Regions from separate parts of the Mus musculus genome. Here all the other regions are linked to region 2. The links are chromatin contacts, called in public HiChIP or PLAC-seq and promoter capture Hi-C maps. All regions are on one chromosome and are shown on one strand. The core of a region is the stretch at or near the end of the contact, and the rest is flanking DNA. Distances in the headings are between cores, read along the strand shown. Region 1 holds the start of Cdk4 (cyclin-dependent kinase 4). Region 2 holds the start of Lrp1 (low density lipoprotein receptor-related protein 1). Region 3 holds the start of Cs (citrate synthase). Region 4 holds the start of Coq10a (coenzyme Q10A).

Evidence for each region. Promoter capture Hi-C pulls out the DNA fragments that hold promoters and counts their contacts. HiChIP or PLAC-seq counts read pairs in DNA pulled down with a chosen protein or histone mark.
Region 1: an H3K4me3 HiChIP or PLAC-seq map of embryonic stem cells shows a contact between it and region 2, with 8 read pairs. The contact joins the promoter of Cdk4 here to the promoter of Lrp1 in region 2. A contact is called at or near these places in 2 of 39 promoter capture datasets (cranial neural crest and embryonic stem cells) and 3 of 115 datasets of contacts at active chromatin or transcription factors (bone marrow-derived macrophages, embryonic stem cells and pancreatic cancer cells).
Region 3: a contact with region 2 is called in a promoter capture Hi-C map of cranial neural crest. The contact joins the promoter of Cs here to the promoter of Lrp1 in region 2. A contact is called at or near these places in 1 of 39 promoter capture datasets (cranial neural crest) and 1 of 115 datasets of contacts at active chromatin or transcription factors (astrocytes).
Region 4: a promoter capture Hi-C map of cranial neural crest shows a contact between it and region 2. The contact joins the promoter of Coq10a here to the promoter of Lrp1 in region 2. A contact is called at or near these places in 1 of 39 promoter capture datasets (cranial neural crest) and 1 of 115 datasets of contacts at active chromatin or transcription factors (pancreatic cancer cells).

Annotation. Positions count from the first base shown.
Region 1 is chr10:127,061,936-127,068,356 of GRCm38.p6, reverse strand. Cdk4 (cyclin-dependent kinase 4) reads right to left here and starts at 4,822. Exons shown (of 8, transcript NM_009870.4): 1 at 4,598-4,822; 2 at 3,904-4,137; 3 at 3,637-3,772; 4 at 3,355-3,522; 5 at 3,093-3,202; 6 at 2,354-2,404; 7 at 2,121-2,256; 8 at 1,069-1,428. The coding sequence starts at 4,121. The coding sequence ends at 1,336. It overlaps Tspan31 (tetraspanin 31), which reads left to right. Exons shown (of 6, transcript NM_025982.4): 5 at 1-88; 6 at 167-1,067. The coding sequence ends at 241.
Region 2 is chr10:127,619,102-127,624,954 of GRCm38.p6, reverse strand. It overlaps Lrp1 (low density lipoprotein receptor-related protein 1), which reads left to right and starts at 3,807. Exons shown (of 89, transcript NM_008512.2): 1 at 3,807-4,337. The coding sequence starts at 4,268.
Region 3 is chr10:128,335,652-128,342,272 of GRCm38.p6, reverse strand. It overlaps Cs (citrate synthase), which reads right to left and starts at 4,546. Exons shown (of 11, transcript NM_026444.4): 1 at 4,314-4,546. The coding sequence starts at 4,355. Gm51822 (a long non-coding RNA gene) reads left to right here. Exons shown (of 2, transcript XR_003949053.1): 2 at 1,247-5,134.
Region 4 is chr10:128,364,171-128,370,243 of GRCm38.p6, reverse strand. It overlaps Coq10a (coenzyme Q10A), which reads left to right and starts at 1,264. Exons shown (of 5, transcript NM_001374700.1): 1 at 1,264-1,546; 2 at 2,091-2,237; 3 at 5,029-5,221; 4 at 5,738-5,839. The coding sequence starts at 1,407.

The sequences.
Region 1 (6,421 bases), core at 3,573-6,072, 560 kb after region 2:
CCAGATGTGTGGGGAGAGGTTCCTTAAACATTCAGACAAAGCCCTCAAGATCCTAGGAGGTGTTGGGCTCTTCTTTAGTTTCACAGAGGTAATGACTCCTCATGTACACACTCAAGCCTTCAACCCCATGGTCCAGAAATAACCTTTCTCTCTTCCTCTCCCGTAGATCCTTGGTGTTTGGCTAGCAATGAGATTCCGGAATCAAAAGGACCCTCGAGCCAACCCCAGTGCCTTCCTATGAGACTTTTGACCTCCCAGATAGCATCTCTGCAGCCTAGGCTGTTTCTAGCTAGCTCTGTATCCAAGGAAGACCTTGAATTCCAGACCCTCCTGCCTCAGCCTCCTGCTGGCATCACCACACTCAGCCAGCCCCTGGATCCTTCTGACTTGGCTTTGCCATTTTTTTGTTTTTTGAGACAGGGTTTCTCTGTATGGCCCTGGCTGTCCTGGAACTGTGTAAACTAGGCTGGCCTCAAACTCAGAAATCCACCTGCCTCTGCCTCCCAAGTGCTGGGATTAAAGGCGTACACCACCACTGCCTGGCCTTGCCATCTTTACAAACACCTAGGGGTGGCCCTATGGTTTTGTTTTAGAGAAAAGAGGTCCCTTACCTCACCCCCAAGAACTGGTGGTTGGACTTATGTCTGTTTTGATGGGAACACGATTATGGATGAGGGGAGGTAGGCCTCGGGCCCTAGGAGGGTAACTGCACCCCCCCCCCAAGACCCTTGGCTTCAAGGACAGAGTCAGAACACCAAGAGAAAACCAGTTATAACCCAGGGCCTCACAAGTGCTCGGCAAGCATTTCTACCAATCAGTTGTCATTCCCAGCCCCACCTACAGTCTCATCAAAGCAGGACCAGTGAACTTAGAAACTAAAGCCATTTTGACCGAATATTCAAAGAAAGCATTTCTCTCTGATCTTGCCAGCCAAAGAGCTGGACTGCCTGCCTAGGTCCTTGCAGGGAACTTGTTTTCGTGTTTTTTTTTTGTTTGTTTGTTTTGTTTTCCCCAAGTCTCCCAGTGGCAAAGCCAATTGGAAAAAACATTAAAGAAAAATAAAGACCATACTCTTTGTCTTGTCTTGTTTTCCTGTATAAAAAAGATCCCAGTATAAATCAGGGAGGGAAGAAGACAGATACACCTGCCCTTTAGTGTAGAGCTAGGGGAGGGTAATGGGGGTGAACCTCGTAAGGAGAGGTGGGGACTTGTTATTTAAGGCTTAAAATATTCTCTGTAAAAAACTGGAGGATTCTCCACAGCCTTGGGGGGAAACAGAGGCTGCCGCTTCAGCGAGGGTTTCTCCACCAAGACTGGGAAAGGCAGCCCCTCTTCTCACTCTGCGTCGCTTTCCTCCTTGTGCAGGTAGGAGTGCTGCAGGGCTCGGAAGGCAGAGATTCGCTTATGTGGGTTAAAGGTCAGCATTTCCTAAAGGGAGAGGACAAAGGTCAGAAAACAGCTCAGGAGCCGATGCTGATGCCCACCCAACATGGCTGTTTCCTTTGTCCCACTCTGGCTGGCCATTCCCAACAGCAGTGACAACTACAGCCTGCCCACAGCTACATCTTAGCTTCAGGCTGGTCTGGGCCCGTCTGTTTCATCTCTGCGTGCACGTGCTCATGTGTGAAATGCGGGCACGCACATGTGCGTGTATACATGCAGAGGTCAAGAGTCTGGGCTGCCAGTCCTTGCCTTCCATCTCATTGGAGACTCTGTCAGCGCTGTATTACCAGGGATCTGTCCATCTCGCCCCGAGTGGCACTACAGGACTGGAGAGATGGCTCAGCAGCTAAGAGCACTGACCACTATTCCAGAGCTCCTGAGTCAATTCCCAGCAACCACATGGTGGCTTACAACCATCTGTAATGGGATCTGATGCCCTCTTCTGGTTGTGTCTGAAGATAGCTACAGTGTACTCACATACATAAAATAAATAAATCTTTAAAAATAAATAAATAAATAAAAAAGGAGTAGCACCATAGAAGCACACAACTTCTATATGAGTTCTGGGGATTTGAACTCAGGTCCTCACACTTATGCAAAGGAACTCTACCCACTGAGCCAGTTCCCCAGGCCACGGTATTTCTTATCTTAACCCAATCCCCGCCCAGGTCCAGTACCAGTAGCAGCTGCGCTCCAGACTCCTCCATCTCTGGCACCACTGACTGCACTGGCCGAGGCCCTCTGGGGGCAAAGGCTCCTCGAGGTAGAGATACCTCTCGAGGCCAGTCGTCTTCTGGAGGCAATCCAATGAGACTGTGGGGACAGGACAACTCTGTTAGGAGGGGCCTTTCCCAGCTCCTGTCTCCGCGGCAGCAGGAAATGTCTTTCCTTTTCCTTATCAAATACTTACTCAAAGATTTTCCCCAACTGGTCGGCTTCAGAGTTTCCACAGAAGAGAGGCCTAAGGCAGAAAAAGACTCAAAGTATGTGTTATATCAAAAATAGGGGAGTGGGGGCTGGAGAGACGGCTCAGCAGATAAGACTGCTCTTCCGGAGGTCCTGAGTTCAATTCCCAGCAACCACACGGTGGTTCACAACCATCTGTAATGTAATCTGAAGTCCTTTTCTGGTGTGTCTGAAGACAGTGAGTGTACTCACATACATGGAAATAAATACATTTTTAAAAGAAAAAAAAAATTGAGGAGTAACCGTTATGTAGACCCAACTAGAGAGTGTGGAGACGAGGAACGGGAAGATCCTAAATCCAGGGCATGCCTATATGGTTTCTTGGTTCTAGGCAAGGTGGTCAGTATGAACTGGGTAGGCTGGATGTCCCGTACCATACATGCACAAAAGCGAATGGTCAAGAACAGGCATGTCTGTAAAAGACTTGGGGGCCGACGGAGTGTGAAGTTCAGTGGCACGGAAGCATTTACTGAGTGTGTGTGAGTTCTGATTTCAACCTCTAGCACAGTAAGACAAGCAGCCAAAGCTATGTGCAACTGAAGGTAGGTTAAGAGCTTCAAGTCCCATACGGGCGGTGGTAACGCATGCCTTTAATCCCAGGGCTCTGTGAGTTCAAGGCCAACCTGATCTACGGCCAGGACTAACCCTGTACCATTAACAACAAAAAGTTTCTAGTCCCATACTTCCGACGGAACATCTCTGCAAAGATACAGCCAACGCTCCACATGTCCACGGGTGTTGCGTATGTAGACTGCAGAAGAACTTCAGGAGCTCGGTACCAGAGCGTAACCACCTGAAGAGAATAGTAGAAATGAGTGAGTGTCGACCTCACGAACCAGACCTGCCTGGCTCTGAAAACTTCATGTACAAGACTCCTCAGTTGCTATGGGAAACCACCAAGAGCTACCCCTATCACAACCTAGTCGGCTAACGCCTTTTACTGACCACAGGCGTGAGGGCCATCTGGTAGCTGTAGATTCTAGCTAGGCCAAAGTCAGCCAGCTTGACGGTCCCATTACTTGTCACTAGAATGTTCTCTGGCTTCAGGTCCCGGTGAACAATGCAGTTTGCATGAAGAAAATCCAGGCCGCTTAGAAACTGACGCATTAGATCCTGTTTTTCAAGAAGAAAGCACAGAACACCGGAAACTATGTATCACTTCAAAATCCCAACAACTTCTATTGCAAAGATCGGTCCACCCTCGCCCCCAGCCCCACCCCTACTCACCTTAATGGTCTCAACCGGCAGGCCCGGTGGAGGTGCTTTGTCCAGGTATGTCCTCAGGTCCTGGTCTATATGCTCAAACACTAGGGTGACCTTGATGTCCCGATCAGTTCGGGAAGTAGCACAGACATCCATCAGCCTGAGAAGAACAAATGATCACCAGCTAGTCGTCCCCTTTGTCTCAACGTGGCCTCTGGCGTTCTAGGGTCCCACTCCTGCCTTACGGGTCCTATTGTCCTCTCCGCCCCACTCCCAATCCAACCTTCTCACCGTACAACATTGGGATGTTCAAAGGCCTCCAGCCTCCTTAACAAGGCCACCTCACGAACTGTGCTGACGGGAAGGCCCCCTCCAGCTGCTCCTCCATTAGGAACTCTCACACTCTTGAGGGCCACAAAGTGGCCACTGTGGGGATCTCGGGCTTTGTACACCGTCCCATAGGCACCGACACCAATTTCAGCCACGGGTTCATATCGAGTGGCAGCCATTCTCGAAGCAGGGGATCTACAATCACAGAGGCTTCTAATACCAAACTCACTCTCACGGTTAGGAGGGGGATGACCCGGCGGTAACAAAGGAACTCCTGCACAAGACCTCGCCAACGCGATCAGCAACATCCCACCCCTCCACACTTCCAGGGCCCGCGCCTTAGGTAACACAAAGACTCCCATCAAACCCTCCTCCTCCGGCCACGTTTTGTCCCGGAGGAAGAAAAAGAATGCTTTCTTTCCTTTCGGAGGACATCGCACTAGGCACAAAGAGGATCACACAGTGCACAGGGTTTGCACCGAAGATTCTGCACTTCACTCTCCAAAATCACACCCTTGCCCGCGACCACAAAGGCCCCACTTCCCGCCATTGGGCCACCTTCCATAATCAGCCAGCGACGCGCACGCGTGGGGAGCTGGAGGGTGCTGGTGGTGGCGGGGACTGGTCCCCCGATCCTGGATGAGACTGCACTCACCTTACGCTCGGCTAAGAGCTCTGGAGGTGGCCCTTTATCTGGGCCCGGGAGCCGGTTCCTGCGGCGCCATACACCGGGGATCGGTCCCGGGCAGCTGGACGCTTCGGGCCAGACCATAGACACAGGCCGCGAGCTAGAGAGGCCCCCTCACCCCCACCCTCACCATGTGACCAGCTGCCAGAGAGGCGCGCGGAAACCCGGGGGGCGGGGCGGGCGCCGGACGTTCTGGACACGTGATCTTCACCCTTGCGCAGTGGGCAACCCGGGCTGCTTTGATGGGAGGGGTGTGGTGGGGAAGGGGGCGGGGCCCTGACGGCCACGTGACCTGTTGCTATCCCACGTGACCCCTTGACTTTGCGCTGGGAAGCAGAGGTGTGGTTACGCTGTGTGGCACGTGACTGGCTGCCATACCCTGACTGCCGAGGGGGTGTGTGGGGGCGAGAGAGGGTGGAGCACAAGGCGGTGTCATGGCAACCGGGCCAACCAGCTCTCAACTCTGGGCTCAAGGCCGAGCCAGAGCGCATCTTCAGTCTCACTATGGGTCTCTGAGTGGGCGGGAGGTCGAGGTGTTAGTGGGAGATCCTGGTGCCAGAAATGGTGCTGTAACATTTCCACTCCACCGCCATGGGGAAACATTCGTATTTGTGTCTTTCTTTTACTCATTCATTCAACACAATTTTACTAAGTGCTTCCTTCCAGTTGGTATGCGATGTTTTTGTTTTGGTGTCTCAGTCACTCGCCCTTTGAAGTGATGATAAAGATAACTAGTATAGGTAATTGTGGTCTTATAAAACAGGGAATAAATAATTTCTATCTGAGGAGGAAACTAGGATTAAAAGATGGACAGAAGGAAATATAATAAGCCACTGTATGGGTATGGGGGGGCAGCAATTTAATGCCCTCCCTCTTCCCAACCTGTAAACCTCCCCAGGAATATTAAAAGCAGCAAGAAGTGATTGAAAATAGGGGTTCTTGATTTTACAAGAGTCTTTACACTAAGATTGCTACATATATATGTGATTGCATAAACAGATGACAGGGTAAGCATGTCCAGGGTCAGTCACCACCACATTGCTGGAAGATGACGTGTCCTTTTGCAAACCTGCAACTCCTCGTTGGGGTCATGTTCCTATTTTTTCCCCAGTCCAGCTTAGAACATATTCTTGATCTGATCAGCGTTTCCTAAATGGTCTGCCTACAGAAATCTAGTTAGACAGAGGTAGATCTGTGTGACGATTTCGTCTGCTCCAACTCCTTTATTGTCTCCCACCTCTTAGGGATATGGGATGAAGGACCATGTTCCCATTTGTGAAAAATTGCCTAAAATCTAGAGCTATTTTAAATTGATTTGGGGTGGGGGTGCTGGGGATTGGAGTTAGTGTTTTTTTGTTTGTTTGTTTGGTTGGTTTTTTGGATTTTCGAGACAGGGTTTCTCTGTGTAGCCCTGGCTGTCCTGGAACTCACTCTGTAGACTAGGCTGGCCTCGAACTTGGAAATCTGCCTGCCTCTGCCTCCTGAGTGCTGGGATTAAAGGCGTGTGCCACCACACCCGGCTTGGAGTTAGTGTTTTTATATGCAGTAAGCATGGGTTCAGTCACTGAGCTATATTCCTGAACCCTAAATTCTAAAATCATATTTGAGACACTAGAGTTGAGGCTGGTCTCAAATTAATTGCAATTTTTGTGCTAAAGCCCCTAAATGCTGTTTTTATAGGCATGAGCAACGATTTTGGCTCTGATTTATTTTATTGTGGATATTTGTTTTGTTTTAATGGAACAAGGTCTCATATAGCCCAGGTTGGTCTTGAAATGGACACGTAGCTAG
Region 2 (5,853 bases), core at 2,558-5,057:
AAAACCAAACAACAACAACAAAACAAAATAAAACAAAACAAAACAAAATAAAAAACAAGGAAAGAGAAGTGACAAGTTTATTTTCTTATATTACAAGTTTTACTAATAATTAAGTATCACCATTTTTTGTAATGCAAAGTTAATAAAAATAAAAACATGGGGCTAGAGGGATGATGGCTTAGCAGGTTAATAGTCCAGCTACTCTTCCAGAAGACCTGAGTTCAATTCCCAGCACCCACATGGAGACTCACAACTGTCTGTAACTCCAGTTCCAGGGACTCCAGCACCCTTACACAAATAGACATGCAAGCAAAATACCAATGCATAATAACAAAAAAAAATCATTTTAAAAAAAGAAAGAAAATAAATTAAAATACATTCATTGGTATTCAATAGATAGCACAGGCCCAGAACAGCGGCCGAGGGCAGGTTCTGGATCGCCATGGCTGACGGAAGATCTCACATTTGACCCGTCCTGTTGAATTTCCATTATTTCTGTTACAATTCCAGCCTAAACTACTAGTATTCCCCTACCACCACCTTTTCTCATGCCCACTGTGGGTATACACATCTTTTTTTTTTTTTTTAATGTAAATTGGTGTGCTGCCTGCATGTTTGTCTGTGAGGGTGTCAGATCCCTGGAAGTAAAGCTACAGACAGCTGTGAGCTGCCAGGCGAGTGCTGGGAATGGAACCCAGGCCCTCTGGAAGAGCAGCCATCTCTCCAGCCCCCTCCTCTACCCTCTTTTGAGACGGGGTCTCATGTAGCACAGGCTGGTCTAGCTCTTTCTCTATAGCCAAGGATGGCCTCTGATTCTCCACCTTGCTCCTTTAGCCTCTACCTCCTTGGTGCTGGGTTTACAAGTGCGTGCTACTGCATACAGTATACAGTGCTAGGCTTTGAGCTCAGGGCTTTGTGCATGCCAGGTGAGTGCTCAGTGGTCTGAACTACATCCCAGTCCTTGGAAGAGGCTTCCTAAGAGGTGGCAAGGGTGCTGGAGGCATGGCTTGGTGGTTAAGAACCTGCTCTTCCAGGTGACAAGAGTTGTGTTCCCAGCACCCAAGTTAGGTGGTGGTGGCGTCAGCTCAAGCAGGGGACCTGATGCCTTAGGTCTCTACATACTCACACATGAATATAGTTAAAAACAATAAAAACAAAAATCTTTTAAAAATTTTTTTTAGAGGCTGGAGAGATGGCTCAGAAGTTAAGGGCATTTGCTGCTCGCCCAGAGGTCCTGAGTTCAATTCCCAGCAACCACATGGTGTCTTATAACTATCTGTAATGTAGTCTGGTGCCCTCTTCTGGCTTGTAGGCATATATACAGGCAGAACATTGTATAAATATCTATCTATCTATCTATCTATTTAACCTGAGTGTTCTGTCTGCTCATCTACCTGCATACCAGAAGAGGGCATCGGATCCCATTACAGATGGTCTCCAGCCACCATGTGGTTGCTGGGAATTGAACTCAGTACCTCTGGAAGAGCTGTCAGTGCAGTGCTCTTAACCGCTGAGCCATCTCTCCAGCCCCCAAATAAAATAGTCTTTAAAAAAATTTTTTTTATTCATATCTGTGTGTAGAAGTGTGCACCTGTGTGCAGGTCCCCATGGAGGCCACAAGAAGGCATCAGACCCTTTGGAGCTGGAGTTACAAACAGTTATGAGCCAACCCAATGTGTGTGCTGGACACTTAGGACCTTAGTAAGAACAGCAAGAGCTCTGAGCCATCTCTCCAGCCCCACGTCTCTTTTCTTTTCTTTCTTTCTTTTTTCTTTCTTCCTTTTTCTTTTCTTCATTTCTCTTTTCTTTTCTTTTTTAATGTGGTTGTTGTTTTGAAGGGTAGCCACTGAGACAAAGAATAAAAGGATGAGTGTTATCGGAAATACCCAGGACAGGTCCATGGAAGAGACGCGAGGTGAGAAGGTCAGGAAGAAGATTCATCTGTGTAAGCCAAGCGGCAGGCTCTTAGCCTTCTCAGGCTACAAGCTGCATGGTAGCTATTGATATCTTTTTTTTTTTCCCTGTCAACGTTGCCTGAGGTCAGTTTCAACCAGATTTTGCTTGGACCACAATATTGGGTGGAGACCTAGCAGAAGCCTGTGAGCATCCACTAAAAATATTTAGTGACTCCATGCCTGGGCCTGGCACTGTATTAGGCCATGGAAGCTGGATAAAAGAATAACAGACCACCCCTGCTGAGAGAAACCCTGTGCTAGAAAAAAAAAAAAAAAAAAAAAAAGGAGGAGGAGGAGGAACAGGAGGAGGAGGAACAGGAGGAGGAGGAAGAAGAGGAAGAAGAAGAGGAGGAGGAGAAGGAAGAGGAGGAGGAGGAAACCTTCAGTATATTTCAAAAGGAAGAAAGACATCAGGCCTCTACTTGAGCACAGGCTGGAAACTGGACGGAGGAAAGATGGATCCTGAGAGTCCAGCCTGGGAGACTATACAGTTAGCCTGTCCGTGAGCCGCATAAGCTCTCATTGAAGAAAGGCTCTCAGTCATTAATGGACAAGTCTATTTTCTGCCAGTGACAGGCTGGAGTGTGTGTGGGGGTCACTCCTGTGGAGTTAGTGTACTGGTCCCTGGTCTTTAAAGTTCATCTCTAGCCAGGGATGTCGCCTGCTGAGCTTTCCAGAACTTTCACTTCAGGTCACAGAGAAAGTCAGACACTAAGGGTTACAGTCTTCAAACGTCGCCCACAAGAGGGCAGTGGCCGGAAGCACGTTCGCCGGCCCTAGGAACCGCCCGATGCTTTCTGGACTCCAGAGTACCGTTCCCAAACCGACTGAGACTGGGGACAAAGGTCCGGCACTCAGCACACAGCCCCCTAGGACTGGTGTCTGGTAGCGGAGCTCTGGAGTCCTTCATTCCAACTCCCTGTAGTTTGGCATCTGAAACCCTGACTTGGTGGGAGGCCAGTCAGAAGGTATCAAAAACAAAACAAACAAACAAAAAAAAAATCGAGCCTGACCTCTCAGGGCGAAAGGGGATGGCTCTACCCCAACCCCACCCTCTGGTGAGTCACCTCTCTCCAAACCAGAGCCTGCCTCTCCTGCGCCCCGTGCCAGGCGAGCAGGGCTGGGCGGGTACTAAGGTGGGCTCCATCCCTGAGCCCAAGGCGGGCCGACAAGCTGCAGCGTGTCCCCGCGGGTGTCCCTGTTTACTCTGAGCCCTGGAGCGAGGTGGGGGCGGGTCCATGTGGCCACTCCTTCACTCCGCCTCCTGAGGACGCAGGCCCCAATCCCAGACCGGTTCTTACAAAGTCTCCAAATCAAAGCTCAGCCTTTCCCGCACCTTCCCGGCGGACCGGCCACCCCTGCCCCCACCCTAGGCTAGGGAGGCACTGTCTGGGTTTCCCCAAGGAAATCAGGCCTCCGCCTAGACAGCGGCTCGGGACCCCACTGAGGGGATCTGAAATCCTGGGGTGTGACATAGAGTTTTAAAGAGGCACTAGAGCGCAGCTCTCCTTGCCCCTTACCCCATTCCCACCCTTGGCTCTACCGGCTCTAGGGAGCGCTGGGATGAGGTAGACGCAGTTAGAGGACAGGGTGCCCGGGGACTCCCACTCTCGGACCGCTTCCCAGAACTCCAAAGCTTGTAGCGCCTCCGACTCCCCCTCCCCAGGGCAGCGCGCCAAATCAGCGCATGCGCACTGTCAGGATTGCCGCGTAGCTCTTTCTCCCCCCCCCCCCACCTCTTTTTTTCTTTCCCCGCCCCTTCCCTCCTTCCCTCCTCTCCCTGTCCCCTCCCTCTCCCCTCTGAACACCCCCCTCCCTCCTCCCCCCCACCCCCCCCCCCCGCGGCACTTCAGTCAGGGGAGCAGCGGTGCGAGCTCCAGGCCAGTGCACTGAGGAGGCGGAAACGGGGGAGCCCCTAGTGCTCCATCAGGCCCCTACCAAGGCACCCCCATCGGGTCCACGCCCCCCACCCCCCACCCCGCCTCCTCCCAATTGTGCATTTTTGCAGCCAGAGGCGGCTCCGAGATGGGGCTGTGAGCTTCGCCCTGGGAGGGGGAGAGGAGCGAGGAGTAAAGCAGGGGTGAAGGGTTCGAATTTGGGGGCAGGGGGCGCACCCGCGTCAGCAGGCCCTTCCCAGGGGGCTCGGAACTGTACCATTTCACCTATGCCCCTGGTTCGCTTTGCTTAAGGAAAGGATAAGAATAGAAGAGTCGGGGAGAGGAAGATAAAGGGGGACCCCCCAATTGGGGGGGGCGAGGACAAGAAGTAACAGGACCAGAGGGTGGGGGCTGCTGTTTGCATCGGCCCACACCATGCTGACCCCGCCGTTGCTGCTGCTGCTGCCGCTGCTTTCAGCTCTGGTCTCCGGGGCCACTATGGATGGTGAGTGAGATTCCGGCGGCCCCCATGGACCCCTGGGGGCTCCCCCTCCCCAACCCCCACTCCTGCGTCTGGATGGGGAAGGGAGACGCGGGAGGGGGTGCCTTTTGTTATCCCAGTCCAGCTGACACAGCAGAGGCCTGACTGGGGGCGGGGATGGGGTCTGATTTGGGGGATGGGAGCCTGGGACAAATGATGCTTCCAGGGCCCCCCAGCTCAGACAAAGACCAGAGGCCTGGGTAGGAAAAGAGGGCTCCCCCTTTTTCTGATCTTGGGATTAAGAGGCCTTCTCTTCCTATCTCTGGTACGGGAGGGCCTCTGCCTCCCCTACATCCTCCACCCTCCCGCCCCCCCACCCCCATCTGAATTGTGAAGGAATCCGGATTTGCTGTGTACCGCTGCAAAAGGGGGCGGAGGGCCTTTTGCAGTGGACTCTGAAGGCTGGAAGGCAAAGCCGGCTAGGGGTGCCCTGCTGGCCAAAGGGCAGGCAGGCCGAGAAAGCTGTGGGTGGGGATAGGCAGGGCCCCCTGTTTGGGTGTGGAATGAGCCCTGCATCCCAGGCATGGAGGCCCGGGTCCAGAATCCTGGGCTGCCTGCCTGGGTTCCGAAGTGAGCAGCTCCCCGCTGAGGGCCTCAGTCAGGAGCCCGGTTGAGGGATGGAGGGGTCTGGTGACGCTTATGGCTGGCTTTCCCTTCTTAATTCCTGGGAGCTTTAAGATGAGAGGAAAAACGTCAGATGTCATCATTCTGGAAGAGACTGGAGAATGGTCTGGAACGCTGGGGAGGGGTTCAGAGGAAGCTCTGTCTCCCCGATTTCAGGCTTGATCACAGTTTGGGTTGGAAGGAGAGTTGGAGGTTGGGATGGGGGTTATGACCATGCCCCCAATCCTGCTCATTTAGTAAATGTGTAAAGCCCAGCCCTGTCTCACTTCATACATACACTTTGTATATTAGTTAGGTTTGGGCTGCTGTGTTGTTTTGGGGGAATTGCATGCCCCTCGTCCCTATTTCTGTCAGCTGTTTTTCCTCTTCCATGAGTCCCCAGTTCAAGACTTGCCCAGGCTTCACGCTGGGGTCATGGGGTTGAATTGGGCTGGGTCCCTAACTTGAGAAGGGGTGAGATTTTGTGACTTCCTGTCAGGTTTGCCTCTCACTGAGGACAACAGCTTCGTAGCATCTTACAGCCCTCCTCTGCCTTCAAGAGCTTGCCAGGCCGGGATTGGGAAAGTTTTTCTCTGAAACTAGATTATGTATCCTCCCCCACCCCTGTCTCTAACTTGTTTCAGTTGTGGGAGGAGGACAAGAGGGTCAGGAGGCAGCTGTGCCCAGGAAAACAGTTTACTCAGTGGCCTTCAGTCATGTCATGTCGGGGACTGTCTTGTCTAGCTGCCACCCCTAATTTTCTGCCTGCGATGAGGAAAGAGACTTTGCCCTGTCAGGCAAGCCTGTGCAGCCACCCTCTGTCCTTCACATCTAACGTCATCCCGTGCTTTCTTCTTGGTCTCAGAGCTGGGATGGG
Region 3 (6,621 bases), core at 3,297-5,796, 720 kb before region 2:
TACAAGATTCCTTTCTAAAGATATGTAAAATAATAAATAAAGCTGGGTATGGTAGGTCATGCCTATAATCCCAGCAACACATATGAGTTCAAAAAATATAAACATAAACTGTCAGATTCCATCCCGTTTCTTCAGGATCACAATCTCATCAAATCAGCAACATGCCAGATAATGGTGCCTACGAAAACCTGGGCAGTGGAAATAACTGCCAGATGCTAAGAAGATAGTGCTAAAGTTGCACAAGAAATTATGATGTGGCTTTAGTTGAGATCCAAGTCTGGTTTCCTATGCTGCATGGTTGGATTCTAAGAACCGGGAATGCCAATAGAGCTCTTCTCTACTTATTCACATACACTTCTGTCCTTGCTGACTGACTGAGCCCATGAAGTCATATGCTACCAATTTAAAAGTTAGTAGGAACAAATAGACTTATTCCACAATTAACATTAAGTCCCACTTGGTCAAGGAAGGTAAATGTCCACAGATTAGAGTTTTGCCTTCAAAAGTTTTGGGTGTTAAGCCTATTTCACCCGAGAAAAATGACTCTGCTTTGTTGAGATTAATTTCAGATTAGGGCTTATAGAAAATGTGCAGTGAAGCTGGGCATGGTGGTGCACAGCTTTAATTCTAGTGCCTGGGGAGCAGAAGGCAGAGCGGGTGTATCTGAGTTTGAGGCCTGTCTGCACTACACAGAAAAATCTTATCTTGAGGGAAGGAATAAATAAGTAATGGGGGGGGGGGAGTGGAGGAAGAAAGTAGTGGTGTGGACATGCTGCAAGTCACTGTTAATGTAAAACTGCACTGATCTTTTCAAAGTTCCAAACACCCTAGCCTAGAGAAGTCATTCTCACTGACACAGAATTCCCCTTTAGGATGGGTATGATGGTGAAGCCTTGAGGCAGACTTAACATGGGGGTTAAGAAAGAGTTCTTGGCCAGACTTGGGTTACATGGTGAGATTCTTAAAACAATATTCCTTTTAGATAAGGCTGATAAAGCATGTTGACTTCAAAAGCTTAAAGGTGACCTGGTGGCCCAATCCTATCCAATTCCTATCCAATCCCAGATCAGCTATGAAAAGATCAGGACAAAACCAAGCTCAAGAATGATAGGTATGAGCTACATACCTCCTGGCCAAGGTCTACTTATATATCTATAGGTCTTGACAGATTTTACTTTTTAGTTAAAAAAAATTTTTTTTAATTCCTTTTTCTAATTGTTTTTGTTTGTTTGTTTTTCCTTAACAGGTTTCATGTAGCCCCAAGCTGGTCTGAAACTTTTGGAACTTGAGATCTTCCTCCCTTAGCTTCTTAAGTCCTGGAATTACAACCTTGCATTAGTTGCAGGCACACACACTGAAGGGTATAAACCCAGAGTCTTGCACATCACTGAGGCAAATCACTGACCTCCATCTCCATTATTTTCAGCCTTTTCTTTTCTTCTCTTTTCTTTTCTTTTAAAGATTTATTTATCTATTATATGTAAGCACTCTGTAGCTGTCTTCACACACTTTTTCTTCTCTGTCTGCCCCGCTTGCTCCGGGTCAAACATTTTTTAATCTATTATATGTAAGTACACTGTCGATGTCTTTAGACACCCCAGAAGAGGGCATCAGATCTTATTAAGGATGGTTGTGAGCCACCATGTGGCTGCTGGGATTTGAACTCAGGACCTTGGGAAGAGCAATCAGTGCTCTTAACTGCTGAGTCATCTCTCCAGCCCCACTTTTTTTTCTTTCTGAGACAGGGTTTCTCTGTGTAGCTTCCTCCATCCTGGAACTCTGTAGACCAGGCTGGCCTCAAACTCAGAGATCAGCCTGCCTCTACGCCCCCTTGTGCTGAGATTAAAGATGTGCACCACCACCAGTCTTTAAAGTCTCTTAGTATTAAAAAGTAAAACTGGTCACCAATGACTAAGGGAACGGGTCTAATTTAGAAAGCTTAGGCAGATAAGAGCAATGCTGATATGCTGAAAGGCTCCCCAGACTCCCAGTTATGCTGCATGGCCCTCTCCAGGTTCTACTCCTTAACTTTGTTAGACTTTGACAGTTTTGTGTTTTTGTTTTATTGTTGCTGTTCTCATTCCCTGTGTGTCTGTGACTTCAGGTGTCTTCCTCCACTGGTCTTCACCTTATTATTAAAATCTGAATAGAAAGTCTCCTTAAAACCTGGTTCCTGACAGACTGACTGGCAAAGGATACCCTGAGGTTCCATCTGACTCCACTCTTCCCTCGACCGCAGCACAATAAGGGTCATAGGTGATGTAACTAAACGTGGCCTTTAGGTGGAGGTAGGGATTTGAACTCAATCCTTATGCTTACACAGCAATCACTCACACTTGTGCAGTCTGTGCATCTGTGAAGCCCAGGATGTCCTTGAATTTGTAATGATCCTCCTGTCTAAGCCTCCCAGTGTTTGTTTTACAGTTGAGAGTCCCCATGTCCTGTTTCTGGGCTTTGCTGATTTTTTTGTTGTTGTTTTGGGTTTTTTTGTTTTGTTTTTTGTTTTTTGTTTTTTGTATACAAAGTTTCTCTGTGTCGTCTTGGCTATCCTGGAACTCACTCTGTAGACCAGGCTGGTCTCCAGCTCCAGATCACAGAGATCCACCTGCCTCTGGGATTGCAGGCAAAGGTGTGTGACATCACCACCTGGCTGCCCTTGCTGATTTCAAGAGTAAGCCTCACCTCTTGGGAGAAGCAGGTAGCTCAGGATGGCCTCAAACTTACTATGTACCCACTGTCTCCGTTTCCTCAGTGTTGGGATTACAGCCACGTACCATCATGCTCAGTGCAAGGCACACTGAGATTCAAGCAACTCAAGCAACTTGACCAACAGAGTACAAAAGACTAGCAAAGTTTCTGGGATCCTCAACTTCACTTCTAACATAAAAGTAAAGAATGACAACACAAATGTGGCCCAGTCACCCTCCCAAAGCATTATGACATTTCCTAGGGCTTTATGAAGCAAGATAAACTAAAAAAAAAGTAAAACCAAAGGCTTTTTCAAGTTCACTGTTGTGTTAGACTATCTGGTCTGGGTTAGCAGCTCCTGAACCGATCTAATTATAGGTCCACCATTCTGCCAAACACCGTCTAGAACTTGCTTCATTTCCCAAGAGGTTTCCTTACCCAGTTCCCTGGCAGCAGCAGTAGCAACAGCCAAGTAAGACAAGTGTCTACCAAATAACCAGTCTCTACCTTGTTGCCAGACACAGAAAAGCCCCAAGATAAACCCTACAAGTTTTGTGGTACATCTGACAACTATGCATCTCACACAGAAAGTTAATACCATTCTAAGTCTTTTCTTTCCTCCAGGTGTACTTTGCTTCAAACTATCTACTGATGAGAAAAACCTATTAGTTCCTTTAAAACTAAAACAGAAGCCAAGGTCATTTGTGGGACTGTCCCCACTTGGGTTAGAGCTGAAATTCCCTCAGCATAGCTGGGTCTCTGTTTAAAGGCCCAAGTTATGCTGAGCAAAAAAGTAGTGATAACGTGAAATTAAGAGTTATCCCTACTTGGACTTGAACTTCAGAATTCAAAAGGCAAACCATCAAATTAAAGGGCCGCCAGGGAATAAGGGGAAGTACTCCTGGTAGGTAGTAGAATTGAGTCATGTGACCTTGGTGTTACTACCTCACGCCTGTCTTCATTTATTGGCCTGTAGCTTGGAGGAACAACCTTTCTGGTTCTACCTAGAGCCTGATGTGATACATAATCAGCAGGTTTAACAGAAATGCCCCACCCTATTCAAGCTCCTCCTATATACATTAAGTGCAGGAGTCCCAAGGACAAAGAGGAGCTGGGGGGCTCTAGTCCCCTAACAAAACTAAAACGGCGGGGTCACTTACAGGCTTCAATTACAGTGAGGAAAGAAACAGGTCCTGACAGGACTCACCCTACAAAGCAGAGCCCAAATTAGCCCCAGTGACCAAGTGAGCATATTTATACATCCCCCACTCCTCCTCCAACAGTTCTCTCCCTAATTCGGGGGACCACGCCACATCTTTGCTCTCTGGCCTTGCAGCCAGGGCCCTGCATCCCTCGCTTGCACCTTGGATACTTGATATGACAGAAGGCGGGCCTCCCGGCCGCCGGGGGCTGCAGGCCGGGGCCGGCAGCGTTCACCTTAGCCGGAAGGGCACGCAGCACATGGCCTAGGAGCTCTGGGAAGGGTTGGCGGCTCGCCAGGGTCGGGCCCCTTTAAGGCGCGGAGGGCTGCGCTCCGGTGTGGGAGGGAGAGCCGGTGCCGGAGGCCCTGCGGTCGCCTCAGCCCCACCCCGCGCGCCACGGCGCGCTCCCTCCTTTAAGCTCACCTTGGCTCCCAAGAGCCGGGTTGCTGCAGTGAGTAGAGCCATGGCGGGCGAAACTCCGGGACCTGGCGGGAAGGGACCGAAGGGAGAGAGCTACAGCTGCAACAGGAGCGGTCGCCGCTGTGATGGAGACCGCGCCAACCGGCGGACAAGGTTGAAAGGAGGCGGCTGAGGGGAAGGGTAGACAAACCGGCACAGGCGCCCAGCCCAGGGTCCTCGGCGAGGCCCCGCCCTCTGCCCGAAACTTGAGCCCGCCCCCCTCCGGCGACCCACCCCGGCCTCGACCATTGGCCCAAAATGGAAGAGGGGCGGGATCTGAGCCTTTGACAGATGTTATCGCGGGGAGGATTGGACCGTACGGATTAGGCTAATTAGGAGTGGGTGGGAAAGGGATTGTAGGTGTCTAAGGATGTGCCTGAGAACTCAGTTAACTTCCTTCTTTGGCTTTTCCCTTTGCCCTTAACACATTTCGGGTTCTCCGGAGAATGCTGAAGATAAAGCTCCAGCACGCGACGTTTGAAGGTCACTGAACACTGCAACTGACCATTGCACTTCCTCTACCTGCTTGGCATGCTTTCTTAAAGAATGTCTTTGGTTAATGACTTCATGGCCGTGGAGGTGACATCACGCAGAAAGCCCGCTATGATGCCAGAGTTAGTTGCTTGATGGTCATTTGTGAACAGAAGAAATCTTGAAATTACAGATACTGACCCCGTTATGTGGAGAAGAGCAAAACCAGAAGCCTGAATGTTTAGTGATGTTTGTGAACTATATGGAGTCTAAGTCTTACAAAAGCCCCCTTAATATGAAGGAACCTTTCAGTCTTTGGGTCCTGGGCCTTATGATTCTGACATTCTTCATAAAACCCCATATCATAAAACCCCATAGAGCCAGCCCACCTCAGACACAGGATCAGGAGCTGCAACTCTCCACTCAAGATCAGGTGTTAGACACTCTCTTTTCGTCCCATCATTCACAGTATTTCCAAAGGACTCGAGGACGTTTATCCTACTTGGCTCTCTCTCTTATTTCTCCCTCAGAAAACATTGCAGTGAATGACACAAGGATTTAATGATCTTACACATCACTCTTAAATGCCCCGGGGTAGAACACCTCAGAACTTCTGTACTTTCCTGTGCCTACTGTGAAATTGGCCTAAGGGTGGAGAGAAGCTGACCCAATGATCAGAGCACCTTATCTGTAACCACCAAGCCTCAAATGTACAATCCTTTTATCTCACCACATGACAGTAACAAAGTGCAGAGGTCTCAGTATCCATGTAAGCCAAGTTCAGATAGTCCTTGTTTATAGAGGATGTAGTTTGTGGCTTAGACTTGGAAAAGAGAAAGAAAACCCCTATTTCCTCAAGTTTTCTCATATACATATTCATATCTGCCCAGTAGTGTTGTTCTAGCTTGGAAGTCAGGTAGTTCTTATGAGAGAACTTTATCAAGAGAAGCTGCGCCTCTTGAGAAGCAATAACCTTAGACCACCTCCCCGGGGACTTCAAAGCTTCACTGATCAATATTGGCTCCCAATTTAGCATCTCACATGGGGTTTCCTCATAACCCCAGAATAGTCTGACCTGGTTCCTTCCCCCATAGTTAATTATCCACAGAGACTAGCTAGCAGATCAGAGGCCTGAACTCCAGTGCCGTAAGTAACCAGAGGCTGTCCCCATCAGGTGAGGCTGCTGAAGGGACAATTATTGGGTGGCCATAATGGTAACTGGAGTTTTAATAACTACAGAGAGAATGCCATCCTTTTTAAGCCCCTTGATAGGATTCTGTACTTTAACGTCCAATTTTTATTTATTTGAAGTTATTTAATCCTGATGTCCATTGTTATAAAATCAATGTGAAAGCCCAGAGATGAAGGGGGTTAAGTGGTTTCGCCCAAAAGCTGAGTCTGTATCAGTCTGTCCCTCATTGCTGGGAGTGAATGCGGTTTGTAACATGCTATTACTAATACTCAAACATCAAACCACACCCCTAGCCCTACAGTTTCTTTCTGAACATAGGTGGGAAAGTTAAGACTGGCATGAATATAACAGCTAAGAAAACTCTAGGTCCAAATATACCTGCATGAGAACAGGAAGGGGCCACAGAAAAGACTTGACATAATTGTGACCTTGGGAAGATTCAAAATGCTCAGGGACAACGGTGCCCCCTGGTGGTCAAGATCAAGTGGGAGAATTCGGGCTCTAGAATCGTCTTAACATTATCTCCTATAGGTAAACAAACTTCAGTAGACAGTAGACAGTAGTTTGCTCTCTCTCTCTCTCTCTCTCTCTCTCTCTCTCTCTCTCTCT
Region 4 (6,073 bases), core at 15-2,514, 750 kb before region 2:
GACTTGTATCACAATGTAGCTTTGATTGCCTGTCTTCTTCCTGCCAGCACATTTCCTTTGTCAGGCAAAGCTCGAATCAATGTGGGGAGCTTTAACCCAGCGTAGGGAAAGCAGAGCTTGCTCTGTGACAGTCGGGAGAATTTTGCTTGCTCTTGCACCCGTCTAGGCTAATCTCTTTCTAATTTGTAGTTTATTTCTCTTCTCTCTTTTTCCTTTGGTCATACTTTTCCCAAGAGCGCTTGTTTTTTCCTTGAATCCTGGGACGTAGTATTCACCTTTGGGCTTTCTGCCTGTGATGTCTCGTCCTCCATTGAGTACACATTTTTCCCCGACAGTGATGGTGCTTTTTTCTAAAAGTAAATTTTGGCTAGTAGTAGCTCACACCTGTAATTCCAGCAACTGGGAAGTGGCAGCAAGAAGGTGCATATGAGTTCAAGGTCAGTGCAGGTTACAGAGCAAGATCATGACACCCCAAAGCCCTCCTGGAGAGCATGCATGTCTGTAATCTCAGCAGCTAAGAGTCAGGACGATATCCAAGAGTTCCAGGGCAACCAAGCTTATATAGCGAGGGCGTCTCAAAGAACAAACAAACCATGTCTTATGTTTGGTTTGGTCTGACAGTAGGGCTTGCTTCTTGTTTAGAGCTGGCTACTCTAAAACTGGGTAGGTAGCCCAGGCTGGCCTGGAACTCGTGGCAACCCTCCTGCTTCTGCCTCAGACTTCTTTCCATAAATATTAGGGAGGAAATTCTGCTCCTAGGGACGTTCATGAAGGAGCACTGCAAATTCAAGGCCTGAATTGTCTTGTCTCGAATAACGAGAAGGGGAGGAAGGGGGAAGGGCGTGTAGATCTAGGAGAGATTATACAAGTCAGCCCAGAACTTGCAAAGTTAATATCCTTTTCCAAAGACATAAACCGGCAGCAGGCACTGCAAAGGCCAGTAGGATGAAAAGAGCCTCTCCTTCTAAAGGGCTCTGAGAAACGTTCCTCTGGACATCGACAGCCATCTGCCGTTGACACGCCCACGACGTCGCCTCTGCGTCTACGTATCAGGTCCTGTGACCACAGACTCGCCAAGTAGTTTGTGCCAGGCGATCTCGCTCCCCCGAGCCATCTCTGCAGCTCCTCCGACACGCACCCAGCGCCCTTTCTTTCACGCCAGAGGTGTCAAAGAAACTACATCTCCCGACAGGCAGCGTTGTCCCTTCCTTCCTCGCGCTCCCTCCTCCCGATCCCTGGCAACGGCGTGACGTGAGGGGACCCAGAGCTGCGGTCACCGCTTCAGTGACAGCCTATCCGGCGCGCGGGCCGGAGCAGGGCGAAGGCAGCCGGAGCTCGCGCCGCCCTTCCTGCCCGGCCTCCCCTACAGCTCGCCGCCGCCGGGAGTGCCAGGCAGGGGCGCGCGCATGGCCTCTGCGGGCGCGCGGAGGCTCCCGGCCCCGACGCGCGCGGCCGCCCGGAGCTGCTGCGGCTTCTCGCTCTGCCGGGGCGCGCGCTCCGTCCCGACCCCGCCCCCGGGCCCTCCGCGGCCGCCGCGTCCAATGAGGTGAGAGGCAGGCACAGACGTCCGCGCAGGACCGGAGGGGGTCGCCCGGCACCCCGAAGTTCAGCGGTGGAGGGTGGCAGCCCTTAGACGGCAGGCCGGAGAAGGGCTGGCATTGGTGGTGCCCTGGGAGTTCGAATGGAGTTCTGGAGATACGCGTACAAGCTAGATGCTCGGGGCGGGTGCGTGCCAGCCACTTCTTGGCCTTCGCCGGCGTTCTGGCTTTGATGTGCCTGGCCTGACCCTGGCGTCAGAGATGCTTCAGTTTGCTTGCAGCAGTAGTGTTGCCTCAAAGGCAGCTGGCACTTAGGACGTGCCCTTCTTTTTCCCATCCCCACCCCTGGCCCTGTCCTCAGCCGCCCTCGACCTTTCGCACTCGTGACTGCCTGGCCAGCCAGCCCAGCTAGCTGCAGCAGGTGCTAGGGGCAGAAAAGCTTGCCCGAACCAACGACCTTCCTCTGTGATGCATCCCTCTTCCCCTTCACCTGAAGTGGTTGAATACAAAAAAAGAATCGTGACGCTGCCTCTCCTTTCTTTTTGGCGCTAGGTTTCTGATTTCCTGTAATCTCTTCTTGCCTCGCGCTGCCCAGGCCTTGGCAGCGGAGGCTGGCCTACCTCATAGTCGTTCCTTCATGGGCTTTGCTGCCCCCTTTACCAACAAGCGAAAGGCTTACTCGGAGCGTAGGATCATGGGGTGAGCATTCCTTTTTTTCCCCTTCAAATAAATAACCATGTACCAGTAGTGGGTAAGATTCATATTGGGCCACTTGTCTCCCCAGCAACGTTTTCGCTGCCAGCCTTTCAACCTAAATTTCCCACCTTAGTTGTTCTGCACGTGTATTAGTCTAGAATTGTGTTACATCATAGAAAGGTAACCGACTAGGTAGTACAGCCTGTAATCTAAGCTTGAAGCTTCCACGGACTACATAGCCAGAGCTGCATCATAGGTATCTCACACACACACATTTTGAGACAGGCTCTCACATAGCCTAGGGTTGGCCTTGAACTTGATATACAGTCAAGAAGACTTTGAACTTATATCTTGCCTCCACCTACCTCCCTAGAGCTGAGATTATAGACATGTGCCACCATGCTGCTGTTTTTCTGCAGTGCTGGGGATTGAACATGCTAAGAAACCACTTATTACAGGACTTAATTAAGTCACAGCTTTTTGTTATTGTTGTTTGAGCCAAGGTCTCAAGACATACCTCTGGGTATCTACCTTGGAACTATGTAGTCTAGGCTGGGCTAAAACTCAGAGATCTGCCTGCTTCTGCCTCCTAAGCACTGGGACTAAATGGACTTTACTGGCTACCAGGATGTCAGGCTTTTGTTTTATTTTGATAATCGGTATCATTATTTAGACTTGGCTGGCCGGTCTCCCAAGTGCTGAGATTAAAGGCGTGCACCACCATGTCCAGCTATAGCAAAAATGCTTTAAAAAATTTAAACTATAAGGGACTGGAGAGTTGGCTCAGTGATGAACACTCGTTGCTGCAAAGGGTCGAGTTTGTTTCCCAGCCCCACCTGGAGGCATACTGCAACCTCAAGCGGGAGCATGTTTGATACACAGATAAACATGGAGGCAAAACACTCGTGCACATAAAATAATGAAAAAAAAATTTTTTTAACTAAAAATATTGGGGCGGGAGGTTGGAGAAATGGGTTAATGTCTAGGAGCCTGCACTGCTGAGTTTAGTTCCTAGCACCTACACTAGGCAGCCTGTGACTTCAGCTCCAGAGGATCTTGTGTCCTGTTCTGGATTCTGTGGGCACCTGCACTCATGTGTACATCCCCTCCCCAAAACATACACATTCATTTTTTTAAAATTTGGTGGTGGTAGAAGCTTACAACTTTAGCAGCCCTAGGCAGGAGGATCCTTATCAGTTTCAGCCCACTAACCTGCACTGCAGGCTATAAAGTTAAATTTATCTAAAAAGATGGTGGTGGTGAAATGGCATTTGAGGTGAGGATACTTACGGCCAAGGTTCATGACTTGAGTTTCACCCCTCTGGATCTGCACGGTGGAAGGGGAGAGCCAATTGCTGGAGGTTGGTTTCTGACTTCTAGTACAAACTGGCATACATGCTCCCATACACAAATAGATGTAAAATACTCAAGTTGGGATTTTTCTATGTAGCCTTGGCTGTCTTGGAACTCACTGTTTAGCTATCTTTCCTATGATTGCCACCTATATAGTAAATAACAATGATTGGTTTTGGTGTTTATCAAGACAGGGTTTCTTTGTGTAGCCCTGGCTGTTCTTGAATTTAGAAATCCATCTGCCTCTCTAGTACTGGGATTAAAGGCTTGTGGATACCATGCTTGGAGTCACATATTTAAAAAGACAGCAGGGCATTCCTGAGCTCCCCAATGTGGGTGCTGGGGATCAAACCTGGGTCCTCTGCAAGAACAGCCATTGCTCTAGCACCACACATGTATGTGGTGCTGGGGACTGAGCCTAAGGCTTCCCATATGCCAAGTAAGATCTACCATTGATGCTAAGCTCCATCTCCAGTCCATGCACATAGGCATTTTACCCAGATTGTCTCATTCGGGCCTCGTGAGCACATGAACCAAGTATTACCAGCTCCACTGTGGTATAGGCAAGATTGGAGGCACAGGTAGTTTCTAGGAAGCTGTAGAGGTATGTTCCTAGCACTCATGATGTTGAGCGAGGAGGATCAGGAATTTGAAGCCAACTTGGGCTCCACAGTTTAAAGTCAGCCTGGGCTATATAAGACTTTTTTTGTTTTTTTGAGACAGGGTTTCTCTGTATAGCCCTGGCTGTCCTGGAGCTCACTTTGTAGACAAGGCTGGCTTTGAACTCAGAAATCTGCCTGCCTCTGCCTCCCGAGTGCTGGGATTAAAGGTGTGTGCCACAACGCCCGGCTTATATAAGACTTTTAAAAACTCCAGTGGCTCAGTATGTAAAGGCACCTGCCAGTAAGCCTGAAGGCCTGATAGAGATTCCACAAATCCACACAATGGAGAACTGTCCGCTGCAAGTTGTTCTCTGATCTGTACATGTTCCATACAAAACAGGAAATTTTGAGATCTGACTACCAATAAAACTGGCAACCTGTTGTGTACAGTCTATATTGGGATAAAATAATATAAAAGCATTGTGGTCTGAAGATGTGTCTCGGTTGGCAGAGTGCTTGCTTAGCATGCATGAGGCTGTGGTCCCTAACAACACAAACCAGGTGTGGTGTGCATATCTGTAGTCTCAGCTCTCTCAGGAAGTAGAGGCAGGAACATTAGTTCAAGGTCACCTCAACTCTACGGAGTTTAGAGCTAGCCAGGGCTACATGAGACCTTGCCAGGTGGGGGTGGGAAGCTTCCATTCTAATTGTAAAATATGCCATCTGGGTTTGTCTGTGTTCCTTGGTTAATGGGCAAAGGCCTTACTTCAAGACCAATCAATGGCAAGGAAGCCCTGACTCGGAGGCAGTTCCTCGGCCTCTGATTCCTCTTGCTGTAGGTACTCAATGCAGGAGATGTTTGAGGTGGTGTCCAACGTCCAGGAGTACCGAGAGTTCGTGCCGTGGTGTAAGAAGTCACTGGTAGTATCCAGCCGTAAGGGTCACCTGAAAGCCCAATTGGAGGTTGGGTTTCCACCTGTCTTGGAACGTTACACCTCTGCCGTCTCCATGGTCAAACCACACATGGTCAAGGTGAGGCCTGCCTGAGAGGGATTCCCTAGGAAGTTTTATGTTCCTTACCAGTTTCACGGTCAAAGACTACTTTGGTTTTTCCTGTAATTACTTGATGTCTATGTGTTAATTTTTTTTTTTTTTTTTACCAAATATAACATTAAAGGGAAGAAAATGACTTTTACTTATTTTGAGTCATGCTAGGCCAACCTAGGATATCACATATGCTGTGTAAATGGTTCCACTGAGCTGAGCCCTCTAGCTTAGTGGTTCTCGACCTTCCTAATGCTAAGACTCTTTAATACAGTTCCTCATATTGTGGTGAGCCCCCAACCATAAAACTATTTCTGTTGCTACTTCATAACTGTCATTTTGCTGCTGTTACAAATCATAAATTTTTCCCTGATGGTTTTAGGTGACCTGTGAAAGGGTCATTTGATAAAAGAGTTGTGACCCACAGGTTAGGAACTGTTGCTCTAACACTACCCCTCTTCCTTAACAATAGGAGTTAACTAGAATGTATTTTATTCCATCCAGGCTGTTTGCACTGACGGCAAGCTCTTCAACCACTTAGAGACTATTTGGAGATTCAGCCCTGGTATTCCCTCCTACCCTCGAACCTGCACTGTGGACTTCTCGGTGAGTCAGGTTTTGTGACACAGGCCTGGGACTGAGGGTACACGTAACACTTCAAGTCATCAAGTACCCAGAGGTCGAAGTCCATATTAGATTTACATTTTGCTCAGTTCTAAGTTAGGATTCTTTTTTTTTTTTTTTAAGATTTATTTATTTATTTAGTGTTCTGCCTGCCTACAAGCCAGGAGAGGGCACTAGTTCTCATTACAGATGGTTGTGAGCCACCATATGGTTGCT